Linked DNA regions of Mus musculus: all the other regions are linked to region 1. The links are chromatin contacts, called in public Hi-C and HiChIP or PLAC-seq maps. All regions are on one chromosome and are shown on one strand. The core of a region is the stretch at or near the end of the contact, and the rest is flanking DNA. Distances in the headings are between cores, read along the strand shown. Region 1 overlaps Gm4876 (predicted gene 4876). Region 2 has its middle 22 kb from the start of Gm46953. Region 3 has its middle 34 kb from the start of Cav2.

Evidence for each region. Hi-C and Micro-C count contacts between places; a contact is called where the count stands out from the background. HiChIP or PLAC-seq counts read pairs in DNA pulled down with a chosen protein or histone mark.
Region 2: a contact with region 1 is called in a Hi-C map of pancreatic cancer cells, with 9 times the contacts expected there. The contact joins two enhancer-like sites. A contact is called at or near these places in 6 of 39 promoter capture datasets (the 3T3-L1 cell line, the C10 cell line, HPC-7-derived erythroid cells and 3 more), 8 of 15 datasets of contacts at CTCF or cohesin (the NIH/3T3 cell line, embryonic stem cells, large pre-B cells and 3 more), 301 of 484 Hi-C or Micro-C datasets (the 3T3-L1 cell line, 3T3-L1-derived adipocytes, the 4T1 cell line and 150 more), 44 of 115 datasets of contacts at active chromatin or transcription factors (the HPC-7 cell line, the NIH/3T3 cell line, PVALB interneurons and 34 more) and 8 of 9 other capture datasets (adipose tissue, bone marrow-derived macrophages, embryonic stem cells and 5 more).
Region 3: a contact with region 1 is called in an H3K27ac HiChIP or PLAC-seq map of embryonic fibroblasts, with 18 read pairs. The contact joins two enhancer-like sites. A contact is called at or near these places in 1 of 15 datasets of contacts at CTCF or cohesin (the NIH/3T3 cell line), 4 of 484 Hi-C or Micro-C datasets (embryonic fibroblasts, group 2 innate lymphoid cells, muscle stem cells and 1 more) and 2 of 115 datasets of contacts at active chromatin or transcription factors (bone marrow-derived dendritic cells and embryonic fibroblasts).

Annotation. Positions count from the first base shown.
Region 1 is chr6:17,107,274-17,111,681 of GRCm38.p6, forward strand. The region is part of intron 1 of Gm4876 (predicted gene 4876); the gene reads right to left. Among named protein-coding and RNA genes, the nearest start is that of Gm15473, 44 kb to the left of the region's middle. Within about 2 kb of position 2,153, at least 85 of the 459 cell types and tissues checked have an H3K27ac peak or open chromatin away from gene starts, as enhancers often do. A contact at or near this core is called in 3T3-L1-derived adipocytes, the NIH/3T3 cell line, adipose tissue and 3 more, where this site is marked.
Region 2 is chr6:17,357,579-17,361,986 of GRCm38.p6, forward strand. No RefSeq gene overlaps it. Among named protein-coding and RNA genes, the nearest start is that of Gm46953, 22 kb to the right of the region's middle. Within about 2 kb of position 1,848, at least 10 of the 459 cell types and tissues checked have an H3K27ac peak or open chromatin away from gene starts, as enhancers often do. A contact at or near this core is called in 3T3-L1-derived adipocytes, adipose tissue, a colorectal cancer cell line and 1 more, where this site is marked.
Region 3 is chr6:17,244,665-17,249,072 of GRCm38.p6, forward strand. No RefSeq gene overlaps it. Among named protein-coding and RNA genes, the nearest start is that of Cav2, 34 kb to the right of the region's middle. Within about 2 kb of position 2,532, at least 36 of the 459 cell types and tissues checked have an H3K27ac peak or open chromatin away from gene starts, as enhancers often do. A contact at or near this core is called in the NIH/3T3 cell line, embryonic fibroblasts and pancreatic cancer cells, where this site is marked.

The sequences.
Region 1 (4,408 bases), core at 903-3,402:
TTGCTTCTGTTGCTATGATAAACACCATTACCATAAACAGTTTCAGAGGGCATTTGGCTTACAGATTAGAATCCCTTATTGAGGGAAACTCAGAAAGGATCCTAGAGCCAGAAACTGAAACAGACTTTGGAGAAATGTTTCTACCATCTTGTTCCTTTTGCCTTTCTTACACAACTCAGGCACATTTGCCTAGGAATGATACCGCCCACAGTGGGCTGGGCCCGCCTTCATCCATTAGCAATAAAAGAAAATGCCTCATACACACATCTCTTTTCAAGAGTCTACAACACTGGTTCTCAACCTGTGTGTTGCGGCCCTTTCACTGGGGTCTCAAGGCCATCTGAAAACAGGTAATTACTTTACCATTTGTAGGAGCAATGAAAATACTCCTATGGCTGGGGCTTAAGCACAACCTGAGGAACTGTACTAAAAGGTCACAGGCTTAGGAAGGCTGAGGACTACTAACTACTGTGGAAGCAATAAGCAAATGCTAGAAGAGGCAACTGACCAGTGAAGCAACAGAGCGATCTTCCCAGGCTGGGGGGAGGGGGGGATAGAACCCTGACTGAGCTCCCTTACTACAAAATCCAACACTAAGCAATTCCCTGGAAGTTGAAAATGGAAGTTTTAAATCTAGATTTGTGTGTTTCTTTTACTAAATGTGAACCATGTAGAACATTTTTTTTAAATTCTAATTACCTGGTATTGATAGATTAATATTCTTTTTCTCATTAAAAAATCATTCTAGGTCAGTTCTCAGAAGCAGATCTTACAGGGTTTTTGGTTTTGTTTTGTTTTTTTTTTTGTTTGTTTGTTTTTTTATGCCTGGTACGGCATGAATTTGACAACCACATCATTACAGTTCACAGTAGCAAAAGGCTCACTAAGAGAGAGTGTAGAACAATTGCTGGTACTTAGGCAATACCAGAGGTGTCCTCTTTCTCCACAAAAGCCATCATCTTGGATATTAAAAGACATGACAGTGATCTCTGCTTTTCCTGTCCTCCAAACAGCAGTGGGAACTCAAGAGCAGTGGGTTCAGTGAGGAAGGAGAAGGGGGAAATGTCTTGGGGTCCAGGAAATTCAAAGGAAGATGCAGACTCAGCATCAGCTTCTACACAGTGGTCCATGAGAGATGCTTCATACCCTCCCTGGATGCTCATTGATTGTGAACTACTTCAGGGAGGCTGCACGTACACTGTTCATCTCTAAATAGAACAATCTTGGATACAAATAGGATTTGAGAAAGTGATGTTTTGCATATATATATAAATATGTATATATATATATATATATATATATATATATATATATATATATATATGTAATTTCCACTGATGGAATCCCAGTCGCTCAGGTGTCCTGTTGGCCTTCACATTTGGGACATTTTTAACAATTTTTTTTGTTTTTAACTTCTTATTGTATATGAATTATACACCATGCACCCCCAATCCCACTCATCTCGTCACCCCTTTACAGCATCTATATCTCAAGTCCTGGGGTATCTTCTCCATCCTTGCAACCTCCCCTCAAAAAATAGAAATAAAAATAAAAAAATTAAAACCTCAAAATCAAAACAAAACAAAACAAACAACAACAAAAATCTCACTGTGGAAGCTGCAGTGTGTCACAATGTGTCACACGGGTATTCCTTTGGCCAAACCTCTTTACTTCCAAATGTTCATTGCAATGAGTCTGGTTTGAGGCCTCTGGCTTCTGCTATACTATCAATACTGGAATCTCACTGGGGTTTCTCTCAGATATCCTGTTGTCGGTCTGTGTCGTGGAAACTCTGCAGCTTTGGATCTGCAGGACTGGCCCCTTCACACACTCCAGCATTTCACAGATGGGGCAGATGTTGGGGTGAGCATATTCAAAGCCCTGGATCTGGGCCTGGGTTGGAGTTGCTGAACCCATCAGCTTTCCTGTACCCAAGCCACCAGGCTAGGTCTACTGTGCTGCCCAGGTGAAGCGCGGGGGCTTTCTGCTTATTTTAAACAAGATATTACAGATTGTCTCTTTTTAATAAGTCCTGACCATACTGCAGTGTCTGGTCTTTAAGCATAGATTTCCAAATTGACTCAAGTGTTTCAGACGAGTTTCACCATAGGCAAGAGAGTCAGGGTTGAGTCATTCTTAAGCAATTTGTAACACGTAGTGTTTAAGCTCTTCCAACTTTGCTATGGTAACCAAAGAGACACCACCACCCAAGAACAGTTTTAAGTTCTCATCTTAAAATGACCTGGCATATCTGAACTTGTCTTCTGAGTTTGTCTGTAACTCTTTAGAACACTTAAGACTGTCCCTGACTGCATAAAAAATGCCTTTCCTGACCCCTGGTAACTGTTCAATGTTAACTCTTGACTTTACTGAGTGCTTACCTGTGTGAAAAGGCCTGCTTCCTTGTGTTGTGTAGATAGAAGTTTTAGCACACAACCTGACAGGCATTGTGGTTTGATTAATAGGGTGTGTTGTTTTGGTTTTTCATATATTTACCGGTGCTTAAATAACTGTGGCTAATTATTCTGTCCTTTCATGGGAAGCAAGTCATCGTAGCTTCTATTTAATCTGATAATATATTTTGAAACAATCAAAACAAAATGCCATTAACCTTTATGGTTGTTTTGAATGGCATTTTAAATGACATTTATAAAGGCTGTTATTGATCTTTCTTCGATGTGCATTTCCACAGGATGTCTTGCCCTTCACCCAGTAACAAAAGCACCTTCTACCCAGTTACCATTGCTAGTCAACCGCTATTGCATGTAGACACGTTGGAGTCAATTCTCCATAAATAACATCTGACTGAGGACTGGGATACCATGGTAGAATTCAAAAGAAATCTGGGCTTAGGAGTCAAAACAGACACATGGGGAGATCCCATGGAATCTCCTCTCCAGTTACAGCTGGATAGGAAGGAAGGCAAGGGGACTGGATTTTAGGAAGATGGAAAAATCAGCACAAGTGTTGTATGAAAATCCATGTGTTTGTTGAGGTCATCACACAACAACAACAACAACAACAAAAGGGAAGAAAGCATGAGCCAGGGACTGACATTATCAAAGAACGTGGAGAAAATTTCTGAAGTTTAACAGAAAATGGAGACTCATATGTACTCAAAGATCCCACATCCTTGGATTATGTGGGGATATAATCACACACTCCAGCACTCTAGCCTGAAGTGCCCTTTTTCCCTCTCGCTGTACTATCGAATGCTCAAGTAGCTTTGTCTAATTAGTTTGCCCTTTCATTGGGAGCATGCCATTGGAGTCGCTAGTTAACACAATAATTAATTTTTAAACATTCACAACAAAAAATGGAATAGAATGATTGGAAAAGAAATAGGGGGTAAAGTCTAAGGCCGCTATATCATGCTTAAAGAAAACTGTGACTCTCAAAAATCAAAAGAAACTAGTACAAATAAGAGAGACTGCCTAAGGAAAGCAACTACCTACTTCTCAGGCACTGCAACCAACCTGCCTGGGAGGGGCACCAGAGACTTTGAGATAGATCTAGGAGTTCAATTCAGCCACGAAATGAAGAGGCGTTGGTTATAGGGGAGTCTCCAGTTCACAGCAGTTAAGATTTCTGAGTATAAAGAGGAATTCAGGAACAGAGGGGATCAGATGAGGAGACTAACGAAGCTGAATGGGTGTCTGGTTTCCAAATGAGCCTGACAAGTCTGGATGCCTGGGATAAAAGGGGCTGGCAGACCTGCTGAAGTTCAGCCCCAGTAGTTTCCTAGAAAAAGGTGAGCAATCAGGAATGCCGGAGCAATAATTGAAAACAACTGAGTCTCTGTAGATGTAAACGGGACTGCCATCCAACCAGAGTCGTCTCCCATGAATTTCTGTCATTCTGTCCACTCTGCTGTCTTCCACTGGGCCTCCATCCTAGGCCTTGTCACTTCCTTGGCACCCCTCCCTAACACAGCATACGTGATAAGAAAGAAAGGAGGAAAATGAATGTCTTACACTCTAGACTGGAGGAAAAATTGCTTCCAGAATTCCCCAGCCGACTTACCTACGCTTCTATTTCACTGGTTACAAATAAGTCATGTGTTTATCCCATCAAAGGTAAAAATAAATAGTGTCTATGACTAACTTAGCCTCTCATAATTTATACCCAGAGGGCTAGGTCTGTACTCAACCAACACAGTTTTATGAACCAGGGGGAAAAGCTGTTGCATTTACAACCAACCAAGATGGCTGCAGTAGCTGTTTAGATTGATTCTCCATCCAGATGTGCTCTCCTCTCATGCGTGTTTCTGAAGTTTGGGGATAGTGTTAGCTTGTGGGATGACACAACATCATTTGTGAACACAACCCTTAGGCAGGAATTCACTTAAATGGACAGGAAATATATGTCCCTTCAGAATAAGGGACAATGGGACATGTTCAAGGTGGCT
Region 2 (4,408 bases), core at 598-3,097, 250 kb after region 1:
ATGTTTCCTCCCTGACTTCTGTGGCTTCTTGTACTTGGCCTTGCCTCCGCAGCATTTTTTAGAGAGGTAAGCATTTGCTGACCTTCCCATTGAAAAGCTTCCCCACCCCATCATCTCTATCACTGTAGATGGCCGTCTCCTTTGAATCTGCAAATTCTTAAGGTTGAAATATGTTTTTTTGCATTATAAGATACTCATGTATCTAGTAAAGACATATTTGCTATGAGCTTGAGACCTAAAGACTGAAAAGGTAATGAAAGATAACGACCTTGTGAAAAGTGCAACCGCAAAGAGCATTCATAATTGGTAGCAGTGTGTGTGAGAGACATATGCTCAGTTAATCTTCTCCCAAGCTGGCCTCGAACTGGAATGCTGGGATTAAAGACATCAGCTGCTTCCCCCCAGTCCAGTACGAGCTTTGCTACCTGTAGTGGCTATTCCTGGTTGTCAACTTGACTATATCTGGAATGAACTACAATCTAGAATTGGAGGATCACCAGTGATCCTAATCTGGAGGCTGGGAGAAGTTTCTGACCTGGATATTGGAATGGAGATCTTAAGGCATACTGGCTATGAATTCCAGAAGATTAAGACAGGGAGATCTCTAGGTTCAAGGTCTTCTGGGATTAAAGGCGTGATGGCACACACCTTTAATCTGGGTTACACCTTCTGCTGGAGACCTACATAAGGACATTGGAAGAAGAAAGATACACTCTATCTTCTTTGCCTGCTTGCCTTATAGAACTGAGCAACTACTAGATCCTTGGGCTTCCATTCACACCTGCTGCTGACCATTGTTGAGGAGTTGGACTACAGACTGTAAGTCATTAATAAATTCCCTTACTATATAGAGGCTACCCATAAGTTCTGTGACTCTAGAGAACCCTAACTAATACACTACCCAAAGGCACATGCTTCAACAGTAAGTGGTATTGCTTGGTTCCTCCTTACTCCTTCATCAAAAATGAGTTCTTCTTTTATACAACTGTATAAAATCTTGGAGAAACACAAGACTACCATGAGGGTGAAAATCTTAAACCCGCCTCTTCCTTAGGGCAAACATCTATCCTCTGTCTCAATCTTTTTACATATTCCTCTTTCTCTGTGTGTCTCTGTGTCTCCTTTTCTTTGACTCTTTCCCTCCCTTCCTTCTTCTCTTCCTCTCCCTCTTCTCTTTCCTTTCCCAGATCATTCTAAATGCCCCTTTAAGAGCCACCTCTTAGTATTTCATAGTAATAACTTTTTGGCTCCCAGTTTTAGAGATTTTGGTTCGTGATCAGATGACCCATGGCTTTGGACTAGTGACAGCACGCAGTGACAGAAATGCAAAATAGAGCAAAAGCACTCACACAGCAGCCAGAAATGGATATCAAAGGAGCTGTGATCCCACAATCCCCTTCAAAAGCACTCTTGGTGTTCTGAAAGGCTCCTGCTACACTCTTCCTCCTAACAGGACCAAGCTAAGACCCAAGTCTGTAACTTGAACCTTTGGGGTCATACTTCACATCTGCCCCTAAGTTGTGCTTTCAATGTAAAAGAAAATCTTCCAGGAGAGCAAAGCACCATCTAGCATGTCCGAGTCACATTTAAAGGCAGCATCTTGGCTGCCAATCATGCCCTAACAAATAAAATTTACAACACAAACAAATAAACAAAAAAACAGTTTTTGTTGCTCTTACTATTCTAAGATCTTAAGTATTTTAAGTAAATTATTTCATTTGCTTTATTGTGCCAAAATCTTTTTCAAAAACAATAAAAAAGAACAATTGCATGTTTCCTTCTATGATGAAGGCTGGATTCTACACGGAAGATGGTCAATGAAAACCAGTGCGTAGACTGCCATCTACTGGACAACCAGAAAACGAACTGCTGAGGAGACCTAGCAAGTCTTCCACAAACAGGAATCATGCTGCAAATGTAGCTACCTCAGTTTCCCCGACCTCAGTTTCCACTCCTTCCAGTTTCCCGTCCCTAACTCCCCTCTCACCCAGATCCACTCCTCCTCCATTTTTCTTCAGGAAAGAATAGGCCTCCCAGGGATCTCAACTAAACATGGCATAACAAGTTACAATAAGACTAAGCAAATATCCTCACATCAAGGCTGGACAGGGCAGCCCAGCAAGAAGAAAGGGTCGCAAAGGCAGGCAAAAGAGTCAGAGACAGCCACTGCTCTCACTGCTAGGAATCCACGAGAGGCCAAGATACCATAATGTGTTTGTGGAGGGCCTAGTTAGACCTACACAGGCTCCCTGATTGTTAATCCAGTCTGTCAGGCCCTATGAGCCCAGGTTAGTTGACTCTGTAAGTTTTCTTGTGGAGCCCTTGACCTCTCTGTCTCCTACCATCCTTCCTCCTCCTCTGCAGGATTCCGTAAGCCCTGCCTAATGTTTGGCTGTGTGTCTCTGCATCTGTTTCCATCAGGTGCTCGATGAAGCCTCTCTGATGGCAATTATGCTAGGCTCCATTCTACAAGCATATCAGAATATCATTTGGAACCATTTTGTTTGGTTGATTGGTTGGTTTGGTTAAAGAGAATTTTTTTTTGTTGTTGTTGTTGCTTTGGTTTGGTTGTTGTTTGTTTCCTGTGTGTTCTGTTTGGTTCTATCCTAGACCTCTGGGCTATCCACCCTCTGTGTCCTGACCCTCCAGGCAATGTCAGGGGTGGGCTCCCTCTGGTAGGATTGGGTCTCAAGCTGGACTAGTCATTGGTTGGCCACTCCTACAGTTTCTGAGATACCTTTATCCCACGTAGATAAATTGTAGGTTGAAGGTTTTGTGGCTGAGTTGGTGGAAGTCTTGCCTGATTACAGGAGATAGCTGGTTCAGGCTCTGCATCCCTCATTATTGGGAGTCTTAGCTAGGGTCACCCTCATAGACTCTTGGGAGTTTCCATTGCACTATGTTTCTAGTTAATCCCCAAGATATCCCCAACTTTAGTTGTCTTTCCTGGTATTATCTCCCTGCCAGGACTACTCCCACCTGATCCCTCCTGTTCCAGTCCCAACCTAAGAAAGGCAGCAATCTGAATAAATCAGCGAACACATAGGAACCTGTAAGCACAACCATGTTCTGGTTTTTGAAACGGTTATGTTTAAAGGAGTGTGCATTTCCATTTACAATGTTCATACTTGCTGACTACAGAGCCACTGGAGCTATACAAATGAAATGATCTTCAAATTGTGGTTCCTGGATAGACCCAGGGAGCAGAGACAACCTATAACTTCATGTGATAGAGGAAAAATGTATATGAGAATGTTCCCTTTCCCCAACATAGCAACAGAATATGGCATTCACTGTAACCACATATTATGAATGTATACTGTACAAACCTTGTTAAAACTATACACAGAAAATGGAACTCTACTTTCTAAGGACTTCAGCTCACTCATACACCAAATTTCTGGGTTTTTTTTTCATTTTTTTATTAGATATTTTCTTCATTTACATTTTAAATGCTGTCCCGAAAATCCCCTATACCTTCCCGCCGCCCCCCCCCCCCGTATACACCGAATTTCTAATGAAAAGCTTATCTTCATTTCAGAAAAATACTGCAGGGCTTTGCAATGCCTTGTGGTCACTATTAAAATTATTATTTAAAGGAATATTCTCAAAATCATCACAAGTTGATCTTTCCAACCACTGTTGCTCTAGATACAGAGGACAATCTTTTGAATGGAAAGAAGGTCACACAGAGTTCATCCCAAAGTGTATAAAGTGACCAGCCAGGAATATTTGACATGTACATATAGACCTTGCATTCTTTGAGAGGTTTACAATAATTATAATAAGGTGAAAGTTTGGAGTTGAGTAGTCTTAGCTGTAGAAATGATAACATTAATTACATATATTATAACTAGACTTCTTAAATCACCCTTGCTTATTTTTATATAAATATTGCTGTGTATAAGCATCTTGCTAAGAGAAACACTTTCAACACCCTTGTAAAAAATCACTCCCAGTAACCTTGAATCTTAAATGACTCTGTGTGTGTGTGTGCGTGAGTGTGTGTGTGTGTGTGTGTGTGTGAGAGAGAGAGAGAGAGAGAGAGAGAGAGAGAATGTTTGTATATGTGTTCATGTGCTGAAATGATATACACAGAATAAATTATGTCTAGTGATAAATAATAAAGAATAAATAAAATAAAGCTTCTGTTCAGAATCATTTGGTGTTTTATATAGAGAGAGACTTTTACAAATTTTCATCCATGTATATTCATTGTATACAGTGTTGGGTTTATCTCAAGTACATCTTGTTCTTTGATCAGATAAAAAGTCTGGATTTTAAGAGTGCTTGATAAAATGTAATGAAACTATCTAGGCATTTTTATCTTCTACAGACTACATAGCAAATAAGAACTAATATAAATCTATACTCTGTAGCATAACAAAAAGAAAGTAATATGGTTGTA
Region 3 (4,408 bases), core at 1,282-3,781, 140 kb after region 1:
CACAGCACAATCCTTGTCCTGCTTGTATTTCTATTAACAGCTTTAAAAATGAATGTCGTGAAGTTATGTTAAATTATCTTGGTTAATATGTTTCTAGACTTTTTATTCTCTCATATATTACAACATGACCTAACCACAGTTTCCCCTCCCTCCTCTTTTCTTCCACAGATCCACTCTATTTCCTCTAAAAAACAAAAACAAAAACAAAAAACCAATACAACAAAACAAAAACAAAAACAGACCTCCCAGGGATATCAACCTAACCTAGCATATCAATTTGCAATAAGTCTAGGCATATTCTCTAATATTAAGGATGGATGAGGCAAGCCAGTAGGAGGAAAAGTGTCCCCAAAACAGACAAAAAGAGATACAGCCCATATTTGTACTGTTAGGAGTCTCACAAGAACAACAAGCTACACAACCATAATGTATATGCTGAGGTCAGACCCATGCCAGCTCCCTGATTGTCACTTCAGTGACATTTCAGACCAGGTTAGTTGATTCCGTGGCATCCTTGACAATTCTGGTTCCAACAGTCCTTCCTCACGTTCTTCCACAGGATTCCCGGAATACCACCTACTGTTTGGCTGTGGGTCTCTGCATCTGCTCCCGTCAGTTGTTGGATGAAGCCTCTCTGACGATGACTATGCTAGTCTTTGGTCTACAAGTATAGCATATTATCATTAGGAATCATTTCATTGACTTTTTGCGGGTTGTGTTTAGTTCTCTCCTAGGTTTCTGGGCTATCCAGCCTATGGTTCCTGGCCTTCCAAAAAGTGTCAGGTCTGAGCTCCTTCTGCATAGGTCTGCAGCTGAACCATTCATTAGTTGGTCACTCCCACAAGTCCTGTGCCACCTTTAAGCTACCACTTCCTACAGGCAGGACAAATCATAGGTCAAAGGTTTTGTGGCTGGGTTGGTGTTCCAGTCGCTCCACTGGAAGCCTATCCAGGAAACAGAAGATGATCAGTTCAGGCTCCGAATCCACACTCACTAGGAGTCTTAGCTAGGGTCACCCTTGTAGATTCCTACTAGTTTCCTTTGCACTAGGTTTCTACCTTGCCCCTAAAATGCACCCCAATTCCAGTTGTCTCTCAGTACTCAATCCTTCAGTCCCCCTTCCCCACCTATTTCCTCCTGTTCCAATCCGCACCCTCCCTCAATCCACCTGCGCAAAATCTATTCAATTTTCCCTCCCTAGGGAAATTCATATTTCCTCTTTGAGTCCTTGTTACTTATCCTCTCAGAGTCTGTAGATTGCAGCGTGAATTTCCTTTGCTCTACAGCCGATATTCACCCATAAGTGAGTACATACCATGTGTGTCTATCTGGGTCAAGATAAACATGGTATTTCTGGGTCTTTTTTAATGTTTCCATTCACATTTAAGAAAGTATGTGTACACCCATAATGCCATACTTGGCTTTGTTGAGAAAAATGGGCTTTATAGATGCACCCTTCTTATTGCTCAGAACTGAAGGAGGTTTAGGCAGCCAATCTAATCTCATCTATCTCCCGAAAGGACTATGGAGCCTATGCTGGTGATATGACCAAAGCACATTTAGAGTGGTAAGAAAAGGCTGATTATTTGAAAGGTCAAGAAACAGTGTGAAGAAAGAGCATAAAGGAGAAACTAGGATTGGAAGATTAAATGGGGATGGAGATGGAATGGGAGGGTAATGGAGGTAATGTGAGGAAAGACAGCAAACACTAAAGACCTTTTCAAAAGCCATAAGGAAATCTACTGCCGCAGAAGCTTCCTAAAACATATATAGATCAAAGGACTATTTTAAGTGCACCTACCAAACAGTAGAGGAGACAATACCCCAGTTAGGCATCTTATGCTTCCAAGTAAACTGCCCCCTTACCAGGAATGGGTTACATCATGTTGAGTCATTGGCCAAAGGAGTCCTATACACTCCCCCAACATTACAGACTATCGGATGTGAAGCCTCATTGCTAAAGACATCACTTATGTATGGCGTTAAACATGAAGAAATTGAGCTGATGCCCAACTAGAAACCTCACATTTACTGACTAGCATCCATGGCGCTGAAAGGCACTATGTAAGCTACTGGAGGAGGAAAGTAAGCATCACAATCACCCAGCTAAGAGCCCTGGGACCTACAATAATGACCTGCCTACGAGGCACAATGTGCAATCCTGGCGCAAATGTTATGGGAGCAACCAATGACATTCGGTTAGATTTAAAACCTGTTCCACAAGATGGCACCTATCCTTGATACTGCTCATGACCAAGACAATACAGGTTTTAGGCCCCAGAAGGAAGCCTACCCCTAATATTGTGCCAAATGACTACAACAAGAAAACAACTAATAGTATTGCTCAACCCATAGCCCAGTGCATTGTTCAACTCTTATCAGAGAAGCTTCTTGCAGCGCATGATAATTCATACAGAGATCCATAATTGAGCAATGCTCAGAATGAGAGATTTGGGGTTTTATAACACTCCTCCACAGAAGATGTGAAAAGATTGTAGGAGTCGAATGTGGTGGATGACTCCAAAGAAAGAGCATTTTTCAGACACCAGGGTGCTGATTCATATATGAACTCACTGAACATGTGACACTATCCACAAAGCCTATAGAAATTCAAGCCAAACAAATCACAGAATTGAGAAATGGAATTGGGTTTAGAGTTCCATTCTTAGCCAAGGAGCTATTTGCCACACAATCAATAGCTGTGGGGAGAGGGGGAAAAATCAGTTTTCTCAAATGGAGTAACAGTGGTTGTATCAACCACAGTCCAGAGCAAGCCCCATCCTTGTAGTTGGCCAACACAAAAATTTTTTCCATGATATTTCTGTGAGCTTTCTGTTGTTTTTATTTGGTTTGGTAATTTTTTATGTTTGTTTGCATTGACTTTGGGTGTTTTTCATTATTTATTTTAAAAAAAGAAAAAGCATGAAGTTCTGTGCGTGTGGAGGTAGGAAGGACCTGGGAGAAGTTAGGGAGGAAAAATATCAAGTATATTACATGGAAAAATTAAAACCAATATTATTTTTTAAAAAAATATACACACACACACATACACATATCTCCTTTGTAGGTTTGTGAGTAGAATAGTCCACTATGTTTTTTTTTTTTTCTCACAAAATAACACTCTTCTAGTTCTTTTTTAAGACAAGCTATGGAAAAGAGAAGGAAACAGTGTGAAGCAATGCAAGAAAGTGAGATAAAAAGTAGAGCCCTGTACAAACCGGAAATGAACACACGCACTAAGTGGTGAACACTTTGTGGAAGAAGATGCAATTATCTAAGAGATTTTTCTACGTAGAGAGGACCTTAGTTAGTGGGTGTGCATGCTTCTTACTGTAAGACACCTTTAAACAAAAGTCTTACTTTTATGAAGTCTAAACTGGAGTGGGGACAGAGTACAAAGCTATGGTCCCCGAGCAGTCCAGGAAAGAGGTGTGGGCCACAGTGAGGAAGGTGTTCTGTTTATTCGGAAGCTGGAAATTTGAAAGGAAGTTTGGAATCTGACAGAGGTGAAAGAAGAATGGAATAAAAATATTTTCCCACAAACACTCCTAAGTCTGGAATTTATGTGACTAACTCATGATACATAACTGAAGTTTGAGATGAGTGTAAAAAAAAATCATGAGTAATGTTTCTGATCCTTTTTTTTTCTTCTGTGTTTCTGTTCATGAAACTGTAATCGTCCCCCTCCCCCCCCCCCAGGGAGGGTTACAGAATTTGGAAAGCTTCCCACCCAGAATACAAAACATTCTCTCCTATGCTAATTATCCCACAATTAATGCCTGGCTGCTCTCCTCACTTATTGTAAGACTGTGAAAAAGACACCCAACATTTCTGTCTCTCTTTCCCAGCTATATAATGAGGATCCCATTAGCACCAATAAGTCATTATAGGCACTAAATGAGGCTGGGTACATAAAGGGCTTTAGCATGAGCCTAGAATATATTATTTCACTGTGAGTGGAATTTACATTAAACCCATAACTGATTTTTATTCTTTTTTTCTTTTTAAATCTCAGACCCCTGTACTAGGTCCTAGTACCTAATCTTTATATTTCTGTTCTAATATCATCTTCCTTCCTTGTTTAAAACACCACCCACAATTGGTCCTGAACCTGCCTTACAGTTGGCTATCTAATTTAAATGGAATGGCTTCTTGCTAAAAATGTATCAATTTGGGTGTGAATTTCCCCCAATACAATGAAGTAAGCAATTTCTTTCTATTCAGACATATTAGAAAAGATAAAACCACCTCCAGGGGAGCGGAACATAAAGCAACCTTCCATTCTTGCATTATGAGTTGATTTCTCTTGTCAGGAAGCTGGTACTAGATCATATATACCCAGGGGCAAAGCTGGAAGAGGGTGCTTGGTATAGAAACAAAATCATAGGCCACCAAGAATGCCAGGTTT